Regions from separate parts of the Mus musculus genome. Here all the other regions are linked to region 1. Evidence: chromatin contacts called from public HiCAR-type and promoter capture Hi-C data. All regions are on one chromosome and are shown on one strand. The core of a region is the stretch at or near the end of the contact, and the rest is flanking DNA. Distances in the headings are between cores, read along the strand shown.

Region 1 (2,700 bases), core at 77-2,576:
GACATGTTAAAATCTCGACTGTGGCTGATTGAGGGAAAGTCCTAACCACAGCCCACAATCCCTTGCCTAAAACACCCAGTCTGCAACGCTGGAGAGGGTCTGTGCCCTGCCCCCAATTCCCCTTGCAGTTCCAAGACAGCCAGGACTACATGGAGAAACCCTGCCTTGGAAAAAAAAAAAAAAAACCCTTATGGAAAAAAAATTTAAACAAAAACAAGAAAATTAATCCTTTTTTTTTTTTTTTTTTTTTTTTTTTTTTTTTTTTACAAAGTGAGTTCCAGGGCAGCCAAAACTACACAGAGAAACCCTGTCTCGAAAAAAAAAAAATTTACTCCTATCTGTGTGCTAACACGTGGCTGGTTCTGACTCCCAGCTTCATGCTCCCAGGAATAAGACTTAGACTCAAAATATATTTACAAATACCTTGGCCATAAAGCCAGGGTTTTCTCTGACTAGATCATAACTTACATAATCGACATAAACCCATTATTTTAACCTACATTTTGCCACATGGCTGGCTATCAATGCTCAGGCACCATGAGTCGGTCTCCTCACATCTTCCCGGGCTATTCTCCCTTGGGACTCTATCCCAGAATCCTTTCTGCCTCCTGGATGTTCCACCTCCCATTTCCTGCCTAAGCCATAGGCCACAGACTTTTTAATTGACAGGTGATGCATCCATACAACACACAAGTATTCTCTCTACGCATGGCCACAGTGTCTTGAAGGAGAACCAAAGCCCAAGGCCCTGTTTATGGAAACTGTGATAATTTTGAAGGTCTTGACATTCACTTTGTCACCGAATTTCCTACAGAGATTCCGCCCCCACCCCCCGTAAAAATGCATTTAGTATGTAAGGAAAATATTTTCCTAGAAGTTCATCTTCCTCACAAATTATGTTCCATGCAAGAACATAGAACTGGGCAGGTCTGAATACTCTTCATTTTACATTGTTACACTCTGACATTGAGGTAATGTCGGCGTGCAGGATATTCAACATTCAAGTCAATAAAGCATGCATTAAATATGCAGTGTGCTTTCGGGTTCTGTGAAGTCCTCTATTTAAAACCCGTGTCAGGCTAAGGAGCTTAAATTTAGAAATAGCGTTAGTCTGAGACCTCATGTTACTTAGGCCTTCAGCAAGGCCCGTCACATGCCCGAGATCTCTCTGAGTTCCTTTCTCAAGTCCTCTGCCTCTATGGCACTGAGACTGGAAGAGAGCGAGATTTCTACCAGAACAAACATCAAAGTGAGAATGGTCAGGGTTGGGGGCGGGGCCTAAGAAGGTTGCTAGGGAAGGAGCTATTAAGTCATTTCCGACTGACTAAGTCGTTACCAAGGAAACAGCGGAGAGCGACAGAGATTGGCAAGTCAAGGGACATGTTCCCTCCCCAGCTCCTTTCTGCTCTGGTGTCTGGTTTGATCTTGGCCTGCTGAAAGACGCTAAATACTCACGATCTTAGTATGCTACCATCCTTCTCCATGCTCTGTTCCCCAAACCCCTCTCCTGGCACAGTTGCTCTGCTGTGATGGAAAAGCTTTCCTCTACCTCACCAACCCCCACTCCAGCCTCGCCCTAACTCAGGAGCTGCAGCTTCGGGGATATTGCTAACCCACCTCTCGCATTGGGTTTCCTCCACCCTGTTAAATGCAGTATGTGGTTTTAGATTTTTCTCCCTAAAATATTTAGAGATGGAGGGAGCATTCTAAAGGGTACATGCTTAGGATTTCTGTCTTGTCCCTCAGTATCAAGATGTATAGGTAAAGAGGAATAGCAAAATCGTGAAGACACATTTGCTGAAAAAAATAAAATTTAGTAAAGAGAACGGGAATACGGGTTTGGAGTTGGAGGAAACCACAGGACAAGGGTGTCCACTTGCAGGGCTCCCTCTGAATCCCAGCACAGGGCTATTGGTTTGAGACTGGCTGGTAGTCCTCTCCTAATTGGCAGTTCGCACCTGGGTGTAGTAAAGTCCTGACTTAAGCAATGGTTTCCTTGTGCTCCTTGGGTCTTAGAATTGAAGTATTTCCCACGTGGTTTGAAGCCTCATAGCAAACGGTTCTGCTCTGAATCATAAGTTTCCTTTACCCTCTCCTGCGCCTTTCATCTCTCCTTCTCTAACAATATTTTCACGTTTTAGTGCCTCATATTTAAAAAAGACAAGCCCTCTTGAGTCCAGCCTCATCTTCTGGCTACTGTGTCCCTGCTTCCACATAACAGCCCAGAGCCTACTTTGTCAATTCCTCAACAACCTCGGTCTTTTGCTCTGCGGCTCCACTGCTGGTAATCAGCAGTTAGGTCTCTCTCTCTCATTTTTGACTGTACTCATGCACATTTACCTGACCTGCCATTTAGTACACTAGCAACATTTAGTATAGTTGAACGTGCCAAGGCTTTTTGGTCTTCTTTCTCCTTTCACGAAGTGCCTTTGTTCCTCGGGATCGTTTCTGCGTTGCTGTGCTAGTCACGACAGAATGGCAATGCACACGCTACACCTTTAATTTGCATCATTAACACATCGCCATAGATCCTTAAATCTTAAGTCAACTAGAAAAAGTCATAAATACCGATTTAAAACATTTGATAGTTTTCACAATGCAAATACTCTTAGGGCCAGTCTTATAGCCTCAGAACTTGAGAGAAGCTGGGCAAGGTTAACCCCTAGTCTCTTCCTTATCGTTATTGTTATTGCTGTTGTT
Region 2 (2,700 bases), core at 21-2,520, 2.7 Mb before region 1:
CAAAAACAATTTAGCTAGCTGCTGACAACGTAGCTAACCAATCATCTCTAATAAATGGGGAGGTGGGAGGGGAGCTGCTTCTTAAAGAGAAAGAGGAAACTACCTACCAGAAGGCTAAGCTTTAGTCTATTCAGCAAAGCCACTCCCTTAGGTAAAATCTGCGTGTTTTAAGACTTACCTCTGCAATTAGATCACCCTCACTGATTTTTTCCCCTTCTTTTTTTTCCCAGCGGGCTATGGTGCCTGCCTGCATTGTAGGGGAAAGGGAAGGTAATGGAACCTGCAGAAAAAGAAGCATACATTTAAACAGGCATACTTAGCCCTCGGCGTGCTTTCATTCCACCCAAGTTCATGCAGAGTATTTACTGAGTCACATTTCAAACTGTTCACTGGAGATACAAAGGGAGATCTAGCACTCCAGAAATTCATGACTTTCAGAGGCAGGTTGATCCTCCAGTCAGTCTAGTGGATCTGAGAAAGCACGTGAGACTTCTCAGACCTTTTGCCCATAGCCGCAGGCTTAGACCTCTTTCAATAGAAAAGATGCCCACTGGGAAGGTCTTGGGCGAGGGACCGTAATAGATCTGGGAGGGAGCTGGCTGTCGGAGGCCTCTCAAGGAGGATTCCCCACGCCAAGGAGCGGGCTCTGAAGGACAACAGGCTCCAGGGTGGGTCACTCACCTTCTGATGCGGAGGGAGGCTGTAAGAGCGGCGGCTGGGCGACCCCAGGAGTTGTCGCAGCAAGCGGTTACGCGGGACAGTGCCGGAGCCGGAGCTCCAGCCGCACAAGGAGCGGACCCCATAGCGGGGGATCCCACTACCGCAACGGACCGCAGCGGGGCCAATCCGCGGGCTCCCGCATGGGGCCCCGGGGCCTTCCTTCAAGGCCGCCCACCGAGCCCTGAACCCATCCCTGGGCACAGCACTCCGCGCCCTCCGCGCACAGACGCGCCACATTACTGCCACCGACCCCCACGCCCCAAAGGCTCCGCCGTCTCCGGAGTGACCTCTCCAAGAGCAGCGCGGCTCTGCCGTCAGCCGCGCACTGCGGTCGCGCAGTGTCGTAAAAGCGGCTGCTTGGACGGGCGACCGGAACGTAGGGTTTCCGTGCCCCTCTGCGGGGGGGACGCGTCGGAGACACCCGAGAGGGACGGGAGGCTGCCGCTTAGGATCTGCGGTGACGAAGGCGCTGCGAGGCAGTGCGGGGGCGGTGCACGTTTGGGAGAAACGGGAAAGGCCCTAGGAGAGGTGTCGCAGAGGATGGGAAGTACGGACCAGGGCCGCTCTAAGGGACCCGAGAGTCGGACCGGCTGCAGCCTGAGGGCAGGGAGGCGGTGCCAAAGGGAACGACCGCCTTTGCTTTAAGAAAAAGCTGGGGAAAAGAGCCCGGGCTGACAGTAATGCAAAGCTTTAGGTCGATGGGTGCGGGCGCACCTTGGAAAGTTGGAGAAAGGAAAGGCCCTCGAGTGACGGGGGATCAGGGGGTGACCCTTGGCTGCAGAGCCCGCCCCGTGCAGGCTGTCCTAGGTCCCTAACCCACCGGAAACGGGAGCAGCAGGGTTTTCAGCCAAATGATGTGAAGGGCAGCCAAGAGAAAGGTACATTTTCACATTTCCAGTTAGTCACAGAAGACTAATTATATTTCCTCTATAAAGATACTTGTTTGTAAAAAGCAGTTTTATTACCCCCAGATTTCCACCGTATCCTCTTAAATAGCGAAAATATTTTAACACACACACATTCCTTTAATTATAGCATTACGGAGACAGAGGCAGGTGGAACCCTAGATTCCAGGACAGCCTGGTTTAATGCTGTTCATTGCCAGGCCAGCTTGGGCTACATACTGAGATTCTTTTTTTTTTTTTTTTTAAAGAAAGGTTTAAGATACAACTTTGCGAAAGTCGTTGTCGTGCTGTCCCGCAGTTCTGTGAATTCAATAGGAAAACAACAACAGAAACCTTTCTTAAACTATGGAGTAACAATGTGGGGTCAAAAGAAAAAAAATGGCAACAGTGAAAAGCTGCCGAACCCAGCCGCGCCAACCTAGGTTGTTTCTCACTACTGCTGCCTACACTGAATCCTACCGCGTCGCTGCAGCTGTGGCTGTGAGGACACCCGTGCCCTTTGTACTGCCATGCCCTCGGTGTCACACGAGGCCAGCCAACACTGCCTGAAACACCTTGGCACAGATTCCCCGTGTATGGTGTGATTCGCACTGGTTTTACTGTACAAAGTGTTCTGCTCTCACGTGAGCATAATGATTTAATTGCAGAAAGACATTTCCCACAGTTATCCCTTCTATATAAACATTATAGTAGTATAATCTTTAGGTTGAATTGTTATGAGTATTTGGATTTTAAAATTGCCGTGGCTGATTTGAATTTCATAGAAAATCAATCAGTGAATTTTGGTTTGAGATTAGGACTAAATTTTCCAGTAAATGTCTCCCTAGATTTTCCTATTCTATGTATATATATAATATATATATATATATATATATATATATATATATATATATATATATATTAAATTATGACATTATTTTCTGTGTATATGCTAACCAACTCCATCTCTCCAGACCAACACTGAGCTATCTTGCCAGCTCATATGGTACATATTTATCTGAAGCAGCATCCTCAATATTGACAACTATAAATCAACTCTATGTATTGTAGTAACTATTTAAGCGATTTTTTTTTA
Region 3 (2,700 bases), core at 16-2,515, 2.7 Mb before region 1:
TGGCTATCCTGAAATGGCCTGCCTCTGCCTTTCAATAGCTGGGATCAAAGGCATTCACTACCATGTTTATCCAAGTTTCCTTTTATTGCTGACTTCTGTATCTGTCACTTCCTGGTACCCAGCACATGCTCAGTTGATATTTGTTTAATAACCAACTAGATTAATAAACTAGCAGGCACAGGACTGGAGTCTAGTATTGTTTTCAAATTTTAGGTGCTTTCCAATGTATCTCACTTTTCTCTCTACATGTGATGTTTACCTGTAAATAAGTATTCTTTGAACTCTGACCCAGACATGGATCATATAGCTAAGAGGCAGCTGACAGGATGAAGCCATATTTGGGAGTTTGTAGTGGTGGTGAACACCCTGGGGGGAAAGTTACAAAAACCACAAATAATCTATTATTTGGTGGGGTTTTTTGTTGTTGTTGCTGTTGTTTTTATTTTGTATTTTTTGTTCTTACTAGCTTTCGATCTCTAAAACCAACCTATGATACAAATAATAGGGACTGTATATTTTTAAAAAAATCGAGGACCCAGTGAATTGACTGGACTGCATGAGGCCACACAGCAAATAGCATGAAAGTTATATTCACAGTTCCAGTGGATTCTCTTCCTTCCCACTTCTGCAGTTTCAAACAAACATTTGTCCAAATTCAGTTGCTCAATCCATGGTCACATCTCTGATTACCTAGTGAGGAAAGTATGGGCCCTGAAGTCTAGCCTCCGCGCTTGGAATCTTGTTTTACCTGCTAAGCTACTAGCCATGTGACTGACACTACCTTCTCTGAGCCTCCGCTCCTTAACCGGCCAAGATGGGAACAACGGTAAGACCACTCACTCACAGAAGACCTGGGACAATTAACCCAGATTAGAAAGTGACTGCACATAGAGAGCACTCCAATGCTCCCGTTATTATGATCTGCGGAAGAATAAAAAAGGAGAGAGCATCGGAAGGAAGGAAAGGAGAGAAGAGAGAAACCAGGCTGGCCCACCGGTGCAGCCAACCTCTGGCCACTCTCCAGCTTGCTGTGTTTTCCAAGCGTCCTAAGGCACCGCTCTCTGCTCCACCTAGGACGTGGCAGGTGGAGGAAGGCACGGACGGTCTCCAGGCTGTCTGATTCTCAGGGTTTCATATCCACCACCGGAGGCGGTCCCCTCCACCTTTCGGCCCTACTCACCAGGTTCCCCCACAGCAGAGCCGGTTTCCCATGGCGGTTGTGTCTCCCAGGGAGCCCAGCTGGTTTTCAGACATAAAGAGGTTTGCGCATTTCCTGGTTCCCGGCTGAGCGAACGGCAACGGCTCCCAGGAAGTCTGTCAGGATCAGATTTCAACCGAGTAGGTTGGACCTTGGAAGCCACCTGGTGGAATGATTCCCAAGTGACTGTTCGCAGCCAAAGGGCAGGAAGACACACGGGCTCCAGGTGAGAGTTATCTCACCTTAGGGATTTGAAACTCCTTTTGATGAAGCTGCAAGCTTCGATTTATAAAGAAACCTGAGATACAAAAGGGCTCTGAGTTTCCATAGGAAATGTGTCTCTCTGTATCGCACGGCCTTTGAAATAGACCCTCCATAAGGGAGTCAAAGCTCGGCCACTACGTTTGCCCTACCACACTCAGGTTTGAGTTTCACTGTCAAGGTAATTGGTACTAGTTTCTGATGTCCTCAATTTGGGTTTGAATCCTAGAGGCTTTTGGAACCTGAAATGTAGGAAAATGGAATGCTCTCATATTCCCACGACTAGAATTAATAATGTGCGCATATCTCCTAACCATTTACCATCTAGATTTCCAGCACACCAAGGCATAAGTACTGAATGTATTACTTAATCCTCTTTCTGGTATAAACCAGATGGCTAACTGATTGGCACGGAGCACTCAATGTTCTCTCCCCAGTCCAGGACCATGAAATCTCTACTTACCCCTGCTTGTAGCTTCTGCTTCCAATGACCCAAAATTGGATTCACTCTTCCCTGGCCAGAAACTATGAGGCAGCTGAATGAATTCCCCTGAGACAATATGTTACCAGGTTGAGTATGGTGTATACCTCCTGGCACTCGGGAGGCAGGAGGATGAGGATCTCTGAGAGTTTGAGGCCAGCCTGGGCTACAGGAGCAAGTTTCAGGACAGCCAGGAATTCATAGAATTCATAGAGGTACCCTGTCTTAAATAAACAGAAACAAACAAGAGAGAAAGAAAGGAAAGAGAGAAGGGAGAATATGTCTCTAAGAAAATCTTTGAAACCTGCAATTCCGATCTTCAATATTTTCTTGGCATTTTGAGTATTGTCCTGGAATATTCATAGTCAGCCCTGAACTCCATGGAGTACACTGGATTCTGAATTCCTCCTCATCTTGGGAAAAACGGGCCTGAGAGTGGCCACTTCATAGGGCTGTGATAACTGAATGAGGTATGTGTGTACAAAGCTTCTGAACAGGCCAGACGCATGGGACGCCCTCAGTAAGTCTTAACCATTGTTACTACTATTGTTCTCAGTGATCAGATGGCTAAGCATTGTATTCTACTATCTCATGTTCCAATCCTGCAGGCCATTCCGTATCCTACTATTAACTACATTCCTTTCATCCTGTAACCTGCGTCCCTGTCTCAAAAGCCAGTAATAATTTCCTATCACTTACAGGATAGAACTCTCAAAGCCCTTCATAATTTGCTTCACTTCCATCCAACCTCTTTGGCAGC
Region 4 (2,700 bases), core at 197-2,696, 2.9 Mb before region 1:
CTCAAGTTTTATCGAAAATAAAATAAGGGTTAAGAGAGGTTAATGACTCCTACTCAGACCTCCCATCATAATGAAATGCAATGATACTTAGCAAATGTTAATCTCCTCTACTGACCTCTTATCACCAAGGAAATGTCAAAGTATAACCTTGGACCTTTACCCTTTAATTTCAACGTTGGCCCTTAGTAATCTCATCTTGATTCGTAAGTTCTCCAGTTATGTCTTCGACCCGACTCTCAACTCTTTATCTCCTCTTCTGAATCAGCTCTTCCACCAGCAAACATCTCGCTTCAGTCTCTCTGTGGGCACTGAATTCATTTTGCTCACTCTCCTTACAGCACAGTTCTTCTGACCCCAGTGGCACAGGCCAGTAGGGGAAATTTGAAAAAAAGATGACTCTGTGGCTTACATATAAATTCCCCAGGCTCAAAATTCTGCACGGGTAACTCTGTCTTCATCAGTCTCTCTCCTGGGACTACAGATTTTTTCCTATCCGAAGCCCATCTTCCTCAGCCCTGGTACCTCAACTTCTCCTTCCTATGTGTCACTTCCTGCTGCCTAACTCAGGCCCTTGACTCTTTCTTGGCAGCCTCTCAGTTGAAGTCTGGAAAGAGAAACTTAGTGAGATGAGTTCCTGGAGCCACTGGACCATCTTAAGGGTTAGAGACCTCAGACAATTGCCTCCAGCTCTCATCAGGTCTAGAGATTCTAATTTATCTGGATGAGCGGGGAAGATGCTTTTCCACCAGTGCAATAATGTGAATATTAAATCTCCTACATGTAAATCTGGCTGCATCATTCATTCCTCCATGTGAATTCCATCCATTCAATCACAAATCACTTGTAATTGTTGAAACTACCTGAGCAGGCGAGGCACTTAAAGACCTCGTATGGCCCTCAGCCCACCCTAGCTGTTCACTCCAGCCTAGCTGGATTGCTCCCTAGTCTCATGACCATTCTATTCTCTTCACTTAGGATATTTCTCATCTCCTTCAGATGAAACTTGCATATGCAACTCAACCTTCAAGTTCCAATTTCTGGGTCACCTGCTTCTTAAGCACCGAATTCCCATTTCCTCGCTACAACTTCGGAGAGCTTTCTGGTGGCCCTTATCTTGCTGTCCTGTGTGATAAAAGGCCAGTGCACTTTACAACCTCTCCTGGCAGTATTCTTTGAATACAAAGTCTAGCTATACCTCCCCACTCCTAGCACCTAGCATGCTGCCTTACATACAATACAGCATACTATATAAGTTACTATGGTTAAATAACTTTATAATTAACTGTGCATATTGTTGCCATTTCTGGCAGTTCTATAATTAACCAATCACTGAAAATAAATCCTTGAAGTAGTAACTATAATAGAAAGCTACAGAACAAAAACCACAGGGTTTGAGACAGTTCCCCAGAATGCAAATAGGAGAACCAAACATTTGCATCCGAATACAAAGCAGTGGTTTTCAGCTGGGAAAACTCAGGATAGAGAAAAACCCTTTGAGGCATCCAGGACAAATCAGATCTCTGGGCTGAATCCTGCCCCAGTGCGTCACATTAGCTGACTGAACACTGGCTGTTCCCACAACGATGAGTACACCAATCCTGTGGTTGGTAAAACAAGCTTGCTTTCACTTCTCCCCTGTGGTGTGCTGCCTGCATCACACAAAGAGGCTTTGGAAGCCTGCTATAATCCTCAGGCCCCGGGCGCAGCAGTCCAACTGCAGACTGGTAAGTGGCCCAGGAAAGGAACGGGTAGAGGGGAGTCCCCTACCTGGGCGATGGTACACTGCCACAGGAAGAACCCTGCGGTGTCAAGAAGGCTGCTGAGGAAACGCAGAAACAGTTGAGAAATAGTATTTAACTCAGTTCTTAACTCAGGTCTTGAGATTTCTGAATCTGCAGCCACTGGCCTGATTAAGTAAATAATGAGCCTGGGTTGTCCCTGGCTCTGAGATCAAATGGGACTGGAGGGGAGGGAAAAGGAGAGGCGGGGCTCAAAACACTAACTTAGTCTCAGTTCTATGGCAAGTGTCCTAACCAACTCTAACCTTTGACATTAAAATTGGACCAATAATAGCCTCCCTCCTTAACCATTCCTTATTGGAATTTGCCCCCACCTGCCGCTAAGTCCATGGAACCAGATTCAGGGGTTCATTGTACAACTTCTCTCCTCTGAAATGATTCAGACAGAATGAAGTTTCAATTTAGACTGGCAGGCAATAGCTCACCCTTTTCCCTTTCCTCTCATCCCTTTTCTTTTACATTCATTAGGTGTTTGGGGTGGGAGGGGCGTTGTTTTTGGTTTAGTTTGCGTTGAGCTGGGTTTTCAAGACAGGGTCTTTCTGTATAGTCCTGGCTGTCTAGGAGCTCACTCTGTAGACCAGGCTGATCTCGAACTCACAGAGATCCACATGCCTCTGCCTCCTGAGTGCTGAAATTAAAGGTGATATTCATTAGTTTTATGAAAAGCATTCTCTCACAATAAAGCACAGACAGGAGACCATAAATACATATCACAGTACATAATTTTATTATTTTAACAAGTATCTTTGAGAACCTAAATAACAAACACTGCTTGGAAGCAAAAATAACAAAAAATGAGATTCAGCACCCCATTATTTTGTTATTGTTTTTTCTTTTCTTTTAATTCTAGCAATCTATGCAGAGCAGCTGGAATTCTCTGAGAGCTTAAGGACAGCCTGGC
Region 5 (2,700 bases), core at 200-2,699, 2.6 Mb before region 1:
TCTAACTTGCTGGGACCACTCATGGCAGTTTAGTCTATAGGTCACTTTCTCCCATATTTCTTTGCAAATTCTTGAGCATCCTTACATTTTTTTATGGTCTTTTGAGTATTCTTTAGCTAGGTCAGCCCAGGGTGGGTTCTTGAGATGGGAATCATTCATTAGTAATGAGAAATGGAATACTTGGCCTTTTTCCGAGACAGGGTCTCTCTGTGTAGCCCTGGCTGTCCTGGAATTCACTCTGTAGACCAGGCTGGCCTTGAACTTAGAAATTTACCTGCCTCTGCCTCCCAAGTACTGGGACTAAAGGTGTGTGCCACCACAGCTGGCTATACTTGGTTATTGTGGTGGCTGGTTTTCAGTTTTTAGCTAACTACTTCCAGATAGACACGCCCATCTGATCAATGTTAGAGTGCTAGATTGTCTTTTCAAACGTGATTTTGGGAGGAAAGTTGATTTTTCTGAAGGTCACCTGATCAGGATTGTCAAGGACAAAAAGCCCTTACCAAATCAATAAAGTAGCTTCATTTTTTCTCAAATGAATTCAAAGTTTTTCATTTTACATTTTGAGACCTCCTGCTGGCTGTCATTTAGTGGCTTTCTATATTCTATAATATATTTCTATATTCTCAGAATAGGGTCTAGGCTATTAAATGGTTAAAACACTCAATTTGGTCTGGCTTCCTTTTTAACTCTACAGTGTCACCTGCTAGTCCGTCTCCCGGCCAACTGTGTTCAACCAGTCAAACATAACTTTTTTTTTTTTTTAACTATGATTTTATGAACATTGTTCCTTCTGCCTTTTTAATCCTTTTTACCTAACTAAAACGAGCTCCCCTCCCCCAACTAGCTTTCAGCTCAGGCTAACTTCAGGGAATCTATGTCTCCCTTCCCCAGCTTCGTAGGGCTTCCCCTTGTGTATGCTTCATTCATAGTATCCCGAATTCCTTCACTCACGGTGGGTACACACCCCATTCTATTCGAGTTGCCTCTTCTGCTGTGTGCATTTGTCATCTGACAGCAGGCAGGCCACTTCCAGTTCATCCATACACCTAGTTGCTCTCACAGTGCTATGGAACAAGACAGGCGTTCAATGTTACTTCTTGAAAATAGGATATATAAACACCTGGAGATATGTTGAGTGGTTGAGAGAACAGGAGACAGCCATGTCAGGAGATGGTGCAGTTACAGCGTCCTGAGCCTCTGGAATACGCAGGACTCGTCTCACCCCTCAGTTAGTGACAGTTATGCTTCAAGCAAGAATGGCGAAGACGCTCAGGGCCGTCCGTGTTGGGCCGTCCGAGTACTGAAAAGAAAACGAGCCTTTGGAGGCGCACAAAGGTGAAGGGGCAAGGCCAAGAGCTCCATTTTACTTCCCCGCTCGAAGCTCCCGAGCAGTAGCTCCAAATGTTTATCCTGGTAACAAGCTGTTGATGCGTCATCACTTAGTGCCGGGTGGAGTGGGGAGGGGAGGGAGACGAGGCCCACGCGAAGGAAGTGACGTAAGAAATGTGCGCCCCGGAGAGCGCCGGCAGGTAAGCCGGAGGAGACCATGCTTCCCCGGCGCCTCCTGTTGGTCGGGGAGGGGAATTTCTCCTTCGCCGCTTCTCTGATCGACGGCCTGGATCCCAGCGTCAGTGTTACCGCTACCGGCTTCCAGCACCGGGCGGCTCTGGAGGGAGATCCGGTAGCGCTAGAGAACCTAAAGCGCCTGCGCGAACGAGGTAGCAAGTCCCAGCCCGCCCCGAGGGCCCGCCCGGAGCGTAAGGGTGTGGCTCGCGCGGGGAACTCGAGGGCGCCTCCTGGGGGCGCTCAGGCGGATGCGCGTGTGTGCTCAGGTCTGGGCTGGGCTGCATTGTTGGCAACCCAACCATGCATTGAGTGGTGGTGTTTGTCCAGGTTTACAGATCTTAAGACGTCTTTTGGTCTCTATTTCACGCCTTTAAACCTTGCCAGGTGTCGAAGTGCGTTTTGGTGTGGACTGTACCCAGCTGTCACATGCCTTGCCAGCCGACGATAGGGATTTTGATCGAATTTATTTCAACTTCCCGCACTGTGGACGAAAAGCTGGAGTAGCTAAGAACAGGGAACTGCTTGCCAAGTTTTTCCAGAGGTGAGGCAAGACGAGTCCTGGCATAGAAAATGTTTCCAGGTTCCCATAACCAAATCACTGCACACAAACTTTGTCGTTGGGGAAATAAGTTGCTAGAATACACGAGGAAAGAAGATAAAACCCAGAGAAAACCATAATCTTGTCTTAAAGATTTACGTATAACCCTAGATGTTAAAGTATAAATTACAAGGAAAAGGCAAGTTTATTTTTCAAAAATTAGTGTGTGTATGAGTGTGGCGGTCAGAGAACAACTTACAGAAGCGGGTCCTCCTTCCATCGTGTATCCAGGAGATAGAACTTTGGCTACTAGGCTTGGTGGCAAGCACCATTACCCAAATTGTGTGTGTGTGTGTGTGTGTGTTTTTAAATATGGATATGGGTGTTTTGTCGGCATGCATGTCTGTGCAACAGTTGTGTGCCTCCTTAGAGGACATTGGTTCCCCTGGGACTAGAGTACTGATTGGTGTCGCCATCATATGGGTACTGAAAATTGAACTTTTGAACAGCTAGTGCTCTTAACTGCTGAATCTTTCAGCCCACCTCAAAAAGGTTTTAAAAAATGCAAATCGTAAGAGTCAGTATAGCTTGAT
Region 6 (2,700 bases), core at 151-2,650, 2.8 Mb before region 1:
CAGCCCTTAACTCATCTTCTTACTGCCACCACCTGCCAACAGACATGCTCTTCCAGTTAGGATGAGTGAGGGTATTTAGATTAATTATAATACTTAAAACTATGCAAATGTTATGTAAATGTTACGATGGAGATTAAAATAATGACCAAAGTGGGAAAGGTCTGTACGTGATCGATACAGATACAATATGATTCCCCAGACATTTTCGGTTGGCCTTTTAACCTATGGGGATCCCCGAGTTTGGACTCTACCCCAACTCCTCAAAATCAAATTCCTTAAAGCCGTAACCTGCCCCCAGGCTGCATGGACTCAGGCAACGGGTGTGTTAGTGTCCCGGCTAGAAATCAAATCTCAAAACTCCCCAAAATTCGCTTGCAAAGATATAAACACGAAGATTTGAAGGCATCAAACACCACGTATGTCAACAGTAAAAAAATAAACTGAATTGTAAAAAAGTTTTTAGATGACCTAAATATCTCTACTCAGGACATTTTGTTTCCTACACTGTACGGAACTTTCCAAAACCCAGAAGACAACGATATTCACATGTGTAGCTAGCAGGGGCTTGGTGCCACTGTCCCGATGCTCACTCACCCCTCGATCCTGAGGAAATCAGGCATCCTGTTAGTGTGAGACGAAGAACCACTCCATTACAAGATCTCCTCCGACCCAGGAAGCCAAGGAGTCAGGGCTGAAAGGCAGCTCTGCAGCTTCACCCGAGTCCTTCGTGAAAACGCAGCCTTCCCACCGGTTACTGTGCCCTCCTCACCCGAGGCCCAGGCTACGGCTGCCTTCCCCCAGCCGAGCCCGCCCGGCGGCTCGCTCTCGGGGACCCAGGCCAGAGGAGGCGCAGGCGCGGAAAGCGGCCTGCGGGCGGGCGGACCGGGGCATTCCCCGCTCTCGCTGGGCTGGGCCGGCGCCCGGCGGCTCGCTTTCACTCCCGGGACAGAATGGGGACACAGGGCTTGGGCACGGCCTTCCGTTGGGCCCCAGGAAGTATCTAGAGTGCCTCGGGGGGAGCTTGAGGTTTCCAAGGGGACGTGGGGGAAAGCGCCCCCATGTCTGTCAGCGGGCTCCCTGCCCCGCCGCAGCCCCGGCGCTCTCGGCGGCCTTCCCTCGCAACGCCCTCCCGACACAAACACACACACACACACACACCCATACCGTGCGCCGCAGCCTCGCGTGGCGGGGTGGGAGAAAAGGTGGCGGCTTCCTTCCGGGCCGGAAGTCGTGCTCCGGAGAAACGCTTCCCTCCCACCGGAGACTCCCACAGAGCGGGCTCGCCGGTCGCCGTGGAAGCTGACGGGTGCAGGAAGGAAGGCGGCGCTCTCCCGAGAGACAAGCGGGACGGCCTGCGGAGGAGCCAGTCCGGACCCGGAGAAGAGAACCGGAACTGGATATAGAGACACAGCTCTACTTTGCGCTCTCCGGACCCAGTTAGATGGTGTACCGGGACTGGTTACCATGGTAACCGGAGTCGCAGTTTGTCGGCAAACTGAGAGAAGACGTGCGCGTTTCCCCCACGTTTGGATTAAGTGTGTATTCGTTGTTGATTTAATCTAACTTTAATATATAATTTGAAGACTCTAAACCTCTTTTTAAAAATATTGGGAACTTTCTCTTTTGCAGAAGGAGGGTGATTGAAGGAGGGCGGAATCTTTGACTATTGCTCTCACATAATGTTCCAGCTTTAAATATTAGTGTTCTTAATCCTTATCTTTTTTTTAAAGATTCATTTATTTATTATATACAGTGTTCTGCATATATAGCTCTATGTCAGAAGAGGCGCCAGATCTCATTATAGAATTGTGAGCTACCATGTGGTTGCTGGGATTTGAACTCAGGACCTCTAAAAGAGCAGTCAGTGCTCCTAACCGCTGAGCCATCTCTCCAGCCCCCTCATCTTTATTTTGAGTATATACACTGCTTGCTCAAGGCAACATAGATGTCTGAAGTTTGCAAGAACGTAAGCATACTGGCTCCAGTGCGCCTACTTTTAACTACTATACTGTCTGTCTATGTATCTGTCTCCCCCGACCCCAGTCTCTCTACCCGTCTTTCTTTCACGCACACACACACACCCCTACCTCACAATTCCAGGTCTGGAAGGCACCAAGTCAGCCAATATCCAACTATTGGAACAAAAGTCCTTTCTGTTCCCTCTGTATTTATGAAGACCAGACGGAAGTACAGGTACAACGTAGGAATTTAGGAAGTGGTTCTACTCACAGACTGTAGGAAAGCCAAGATAAAGCAGTATGGGTGTGCAATCTTTTAGTTAAGACCCGCAGCACACTTGCAAAAGCCTTCCTCCTTCCCTGAAAGAAGAAACAGGGCAGTAAATACCTTACATGCCTTTTCTCAAGTCCTGTCTCTCTGCAGGTTCCAAAGGCCTGTCTCATCACCATCATGACGGTGTCCTCAAAGGGTCTTCTTACCCACATTTCCCAGTTCTGGAATATGCTCGATGATTTGGCTGAAAATGACCCCGAGCGCTACCGGAACTTCATTCAGCAGGAGTTGAAAGATGGCAAACAGCTCTGTGTCAACCCAGAACCTCAACTCTGCATACAGACCAAGATCCTAGTATGTAGAACTGATGCAAGGAAGGAGAGGTCTTCAGTAAAACTACTCTGGGTTAGCCAGGGGATACAGTAGCCTTTTCTAGCGCTACTTTAACACAAGAGAAGTTTACTAAAA
Region 7 (2,700 bases), core at 132-2,631, 2.9 Mb before region 1:
CTGACCCTCTTGCCTCCACCTCCCAAGTCCTGAGATCTATGTAAGCAGGCACTGTGTAGTCAAGCACTCTACCTACTGTGCTACATCCCGGCTCCACCTTCCAATTCAACAAGCCCTGAGTATTAGCTATGGGATAAGAGATGAAGCAAGGAGCAGTGATAAGCACGAAGACATACATATCCTCCAGCGGCTTAAAAACGTCATTCCTCCTGACAAATAATGACCTCAGGCTCTTCTTTTCACAATCTTGCCCTCCTCTGCCTCAGCAGTTGCCTAGTGGAAACCTTACCAATGTGTTCCAGGACACTCAAGTCAGGTGAAACTTTAAACTTACTACACATGGCTGTCATTCCAGACAGAAAACAATTAGCTTAATGAATCTGTATCAGTCAACTTATCTGTGCATCCTTACTAACCTTGTGTGTAAGCTTCCTATTATAAAAATCCCTTTTGAGAGGCCGGAAGGATGGCTTAGCAGTTAAGAGTGCTTACTGCTACTGCAGAAGACCAGGGTTCAGGTCCCAGCCCACCCACGTGACAGCTCAGAAGCCTGTAACTCCAGTTTCAAGGAATCCTCTTTTGGCTTCCACAGACTCTTTCGTGCAAGCTGTGCACACAGCACACAAGCACACACAAACACAACTTTTTATTTAAATTCTTTAAACTCTTTCTTATCCCCTTCACTCTCTCCTACTGCGCACTTAGAGCAGTACAGCTCACAAGACTTTTGAAGAAAATTCTCACTGTACCCAACTTGACCACACGGAGGGGTGGGGGTAGAGGGATGACAAGTGTCAGCTGTTCCCTATGACAACCCTGTTGTTAGAAAAGGCCGTTCTCTGATGATGACATGCAGATCCAAAGAGCAAACCTTCAAGTGAGTAACGAAGCTCCCTTTGAAACCAACTCTCAGGTGCGGTCTTGTTTCTCTGGGATTCAATTCCCGACTGTGTTGCTCCTTTGGAAAGTATCAAGGCTGGTTTTACTTTTTTGGTAAAAGGGGGATGAAAACTACCTTGGGTTGCACCCGGTAGCCCATGCTCCTGTCATTGTACCTCTGGATGTGGGCAACCTCTGGAGGGAAACTCTCCAGAGTGGATCCTCCGGGATCGGAGCTATACCGCCCTCTCCCGGGTGAGTGCCGGTAGTGCAGCTCCGCACCTTCACCATTTCCTCTTCGGCCCGCCCCAGCTCGGCTCTAACCCACGCGCGTGGCCACGCCCCCCAGGGACATAGCGGGACAAGACCCGCGCGTGCGGTGACACACGTGGGCACACCCCACCTGTGCAGCCGGTGGCTCGCGCTGAAGGACACGAGGCGCGACAGTCGCGCGCGGCGACGAAGGTCACCCGCCGCGCTCATGGTCTTCGGACCGAAGACTCACAAGCTAGCGGTTCCGGCTTCCGGGACCGAGGCCAGTCCCGCCCCCGCGGCTGCGCAGTGCAAACTCGGCCCTCCCTGCCGAAAGCACTCCTGGGAGTGGTTTCGACTCGCGGCACCCTTCGGCCGACTTGGAGGCAAACACTAGCGCCCCCTGCTGTTCAGTCTTCGCTAGGCAGTCAGAAATACCTGGGGCCAGTGGGTGGGTGAGAAGCCAGAGGCCTGGATTTTTAAATTGCCAGGTTAGTTTGTGTCTTCTTCTTTCGCTTCATTTTTGACAGTCCTGGGTTTGACAAATCCAATGTCTGGGTGCCCTTATCAGATGTTCTCCAGCCCGGTACCACATTGAAAGTGTCCTTAACCAAAAAGAAACCCCAGCTAAGGATGGCAATGCACTGTCATTAGAGTTACCCTGCAGGCTGAAGCTGGGGCATTGATTTTAGGAGTCCCGATCTGTTCTAGGCAACATAGTAAAACACTAGCTTAAGTGGAAAATAAAGGAAAATTTTGACATCTCAATATCCAAGTGAGAGAATGTCATACAAAGAGACTTCCTCAAACCAGAGACAGCCAGAAAACAGATTCACCGTTCAGAGCCCTCAGAAGGAATACGCTGTTCCTGGTTTTAGATTCCTGGCTTTCAGAGTTTTTGAAATGGAAAGGTATTCCAGTGTAATCCCAACCGCTCTTGTGCAACATTTGCTGGTTCTGTGTTTAGATATTTGTCTCAGAAGGTTAGCTTCTATTAAATGTTGTCAGTCAGAGATGGCATATATCAGTGATCCCAGCACTGAGGCTGAAGCAGGAGGGTGACAAGCTCAAGGTCCGTCTCAAAAGGATAAAATCCTATACATAATTCAAATGGACACCTTTGGCAAGGCAGCCCCCACATCACCCATCCATTAATTAAATTTTAAAAACTAAATTAAAAAAAATGTTTACCCAAGTATCTTTGGCTGTCCTGGAACTTGGTCTGTAGACCAGACTGGCTTGGAACTCACCTGCCTCTGCCCCTCTGCCTCACAAATGCTCGGATTAAGGGCCTGCATTACCACCACAGTTAAGACCTTAATCCCAGATGCTTTAAGTATTAGACACATGTACTTCAGAACAACAAAATGGTCCCTGTTATCTGAAAATTCAGTTTAATGGGGGCAGTCCAACAAATAATATGTCAAGTGAAAAATTACCATTTCTGTGTCAGAGAGTAAAAGAAAGCTTCCAAGAGCAAATTAGTCTGAGATGGGTTTTAAGGAGTCCAACAGATGGGTAAATAGAAAATCCCAAGAGGAAAGAGTTTAAGCAAAGGAAATGTGGAAA

The links. Promoter capture Hi-C pulls out the DNA fragments that hold promoters and counts their contacts. HiCAR-type assays count read pairs that join an accessible place to other places.
Region 2: a promoter capture Hi-C map of pre-B cells shows a contact between it and region 1. The contact joins the promoter of Dlat here to the promoter of 4930550C14Rik in region 1. A contact is called at or near these places in 2 of 39 promoter capture datasets (the C10 cell line and pre-B cells).
Region 3: a contact with region 1 is called in a promoter capture Hi-C map of stem cell-derived epiblast-like cells, with 2.6 times the contacts expected there. The contact joins the promoter of 2310030G06Rik here to the promoter of 4930550C14Rik in region 1. A contact is called at or near these places in 5 of 39 promoter capture datasets (cranial neural crest, hippocampal neurons, pre-B cells and 2 more) and 1 of 115 datasets of contacts at active chromatin or transcription factors (astrocytes).
Region 4: a promoter capture Hi-C map of hippocampal neurons shows a contact between it and region 1, with 6 times the contacts expected there. The contact joins the promoter of Il18 here to the promoter of 4930550C14Rik in region 1. A contact is called at or near these places in 2 of 39 promoter capture datasets (hippocampal neurons and liver).
Region 5: a HiCAR-type map of astrocytes shows a contact between it and region 1, with 4 times the contacts expected there. The contact joins the promoter of 1110032A03Rik here to the promoter of 4930550C14Rik in region 1. A contact is called at or near these places in 3 of 39 promoter capture datasets (embryonic stem cells, hippocampal neurons and liver), 1 of 115 datasets of contacts at active chromatin or transcription factors (astrocytes) and 1 of 9 other capture datasets (pancreatic islet).
Region 6: a contact with region 1 is called in a HiCAR-type map of astrocytes, with 3 times the contacts expected there. The contact joins the promoter of Nkapd1 here to the promoter of 4930550C14Rik in region 1. A contact is called at or near these places in 1 of 39 promoter capture datasets (pre-B cells) and 2 of 115 datasets of contacts at active chromatin or transcription factors (astrocytes and embryonic stem cells).
Region 7: a contact with region 1 is called in a promoter capture Hi-C map of pre-B cells, with 3 times the contacts expected there. The contact joins the promoter of Pts here to the promoter of 4930550C14Rik in region 1.

What each region holds. Positions count from the first base shown.
Region 1 is chr9:53,403,960-53,406,659 of GRCm38.p6, forward strand. It overlaps 4930550C14Rik (RIKEN cDNA 4930550C14 gene), which reads left to right and starts at 1,327. Exons shown (of 9, transcript NM_001376944.1): 1 at 1,327-1,653.
Region 2 is chr9:50,658,510-50,661,209 of GRCm38.p6, forward strand. Dlat (dihydrolipoamide S-acetyltransferase (E2 component of pyruvate dehydrogenase complex)) reads right to left here and starts at 1,271. Exons shown (of 14, transcript NM_145614.4): 1 at 682-1,271; 2 at 179-280. The coding sequence starts at 957.
Region 3 is chr9:50,745,262-50,747,961 of GRCm38.p6, forward strand. It overlaps 2310030G06Rik (RIKEN cDNA 2310030G06 gene), which reads right to left and starts at 1,266. Exons shown (of 4, transcript NM_025865.3): 1 at 1,181-1,266. The coding sequence starts at 1,212. It also overlaps a transcript of Cryab not described here.
Region 4 is chr9:50,553,254-50,555,953 of GRCm38.p6, forward strand. It overlaps Il18 (interleukin 18), which reads left to right and starts at 1,447. Exons shown (of 7, transcript NM_001357221.1): 1 at 1,447-1,724. It overlaps Bco2 (beta-carotene oxygenase 2), which reads right to left and starts at 1,885. Exons shown (of 12, transcript NM_133217.3): 1 at 1,768-1,885.
Region 5 is chr9:50,766,735-50,769,434 of GRCm38.p6, forward strand. It overlaps 1110032A03Rik (RIKEN cDNA 1110032A03 gene), which reads right to left and starts at 1,450. Exons shown (of 4, transcript NM_023483.4): 1 at 1,124-1,450. The coding sequence starts at 1,165. It overlaps Fdxacb1 (ferredoxin-fold anticodon binding domain containing 1), which reads left to right and starts at 1,504. Exons shown (of 5, transcript NM_198675.2): 1 at 1,504-1,721; 2 at 1,954-2,110. The coding sequence starts at 1,550.
Region 6 is chr9:50,616,064-50,618,763 of GRCm38.p6, forward strand. It overlaps Nkapd1 (NKAP domain containing 1), which reads right to left and starts at 1,401. Exons shown (of 6, transcript NM_212449.2): 1 at 1,165-1,401. It overlaps Pih1d2 (PIH1 domain containing 2), which reads left to right and starts at 1,258. Exons shown (of 6, transcript NM_028300.2): 1 at 1,258-1,535; 2 at 2,383-2,586. The coding sequence starts at 2,410.
Region 7 is chr9:50,527,275-50,529,974 of GRCm38.p6, forward strand. Pts (6-pyruvoyl-tetrahydropterin synthase) reads right to left here and starts at 1,382. Exons shown (of 6, transcript NM_011220.3): 1 at 1,283-1,382. The coding sequence starts at 1,362.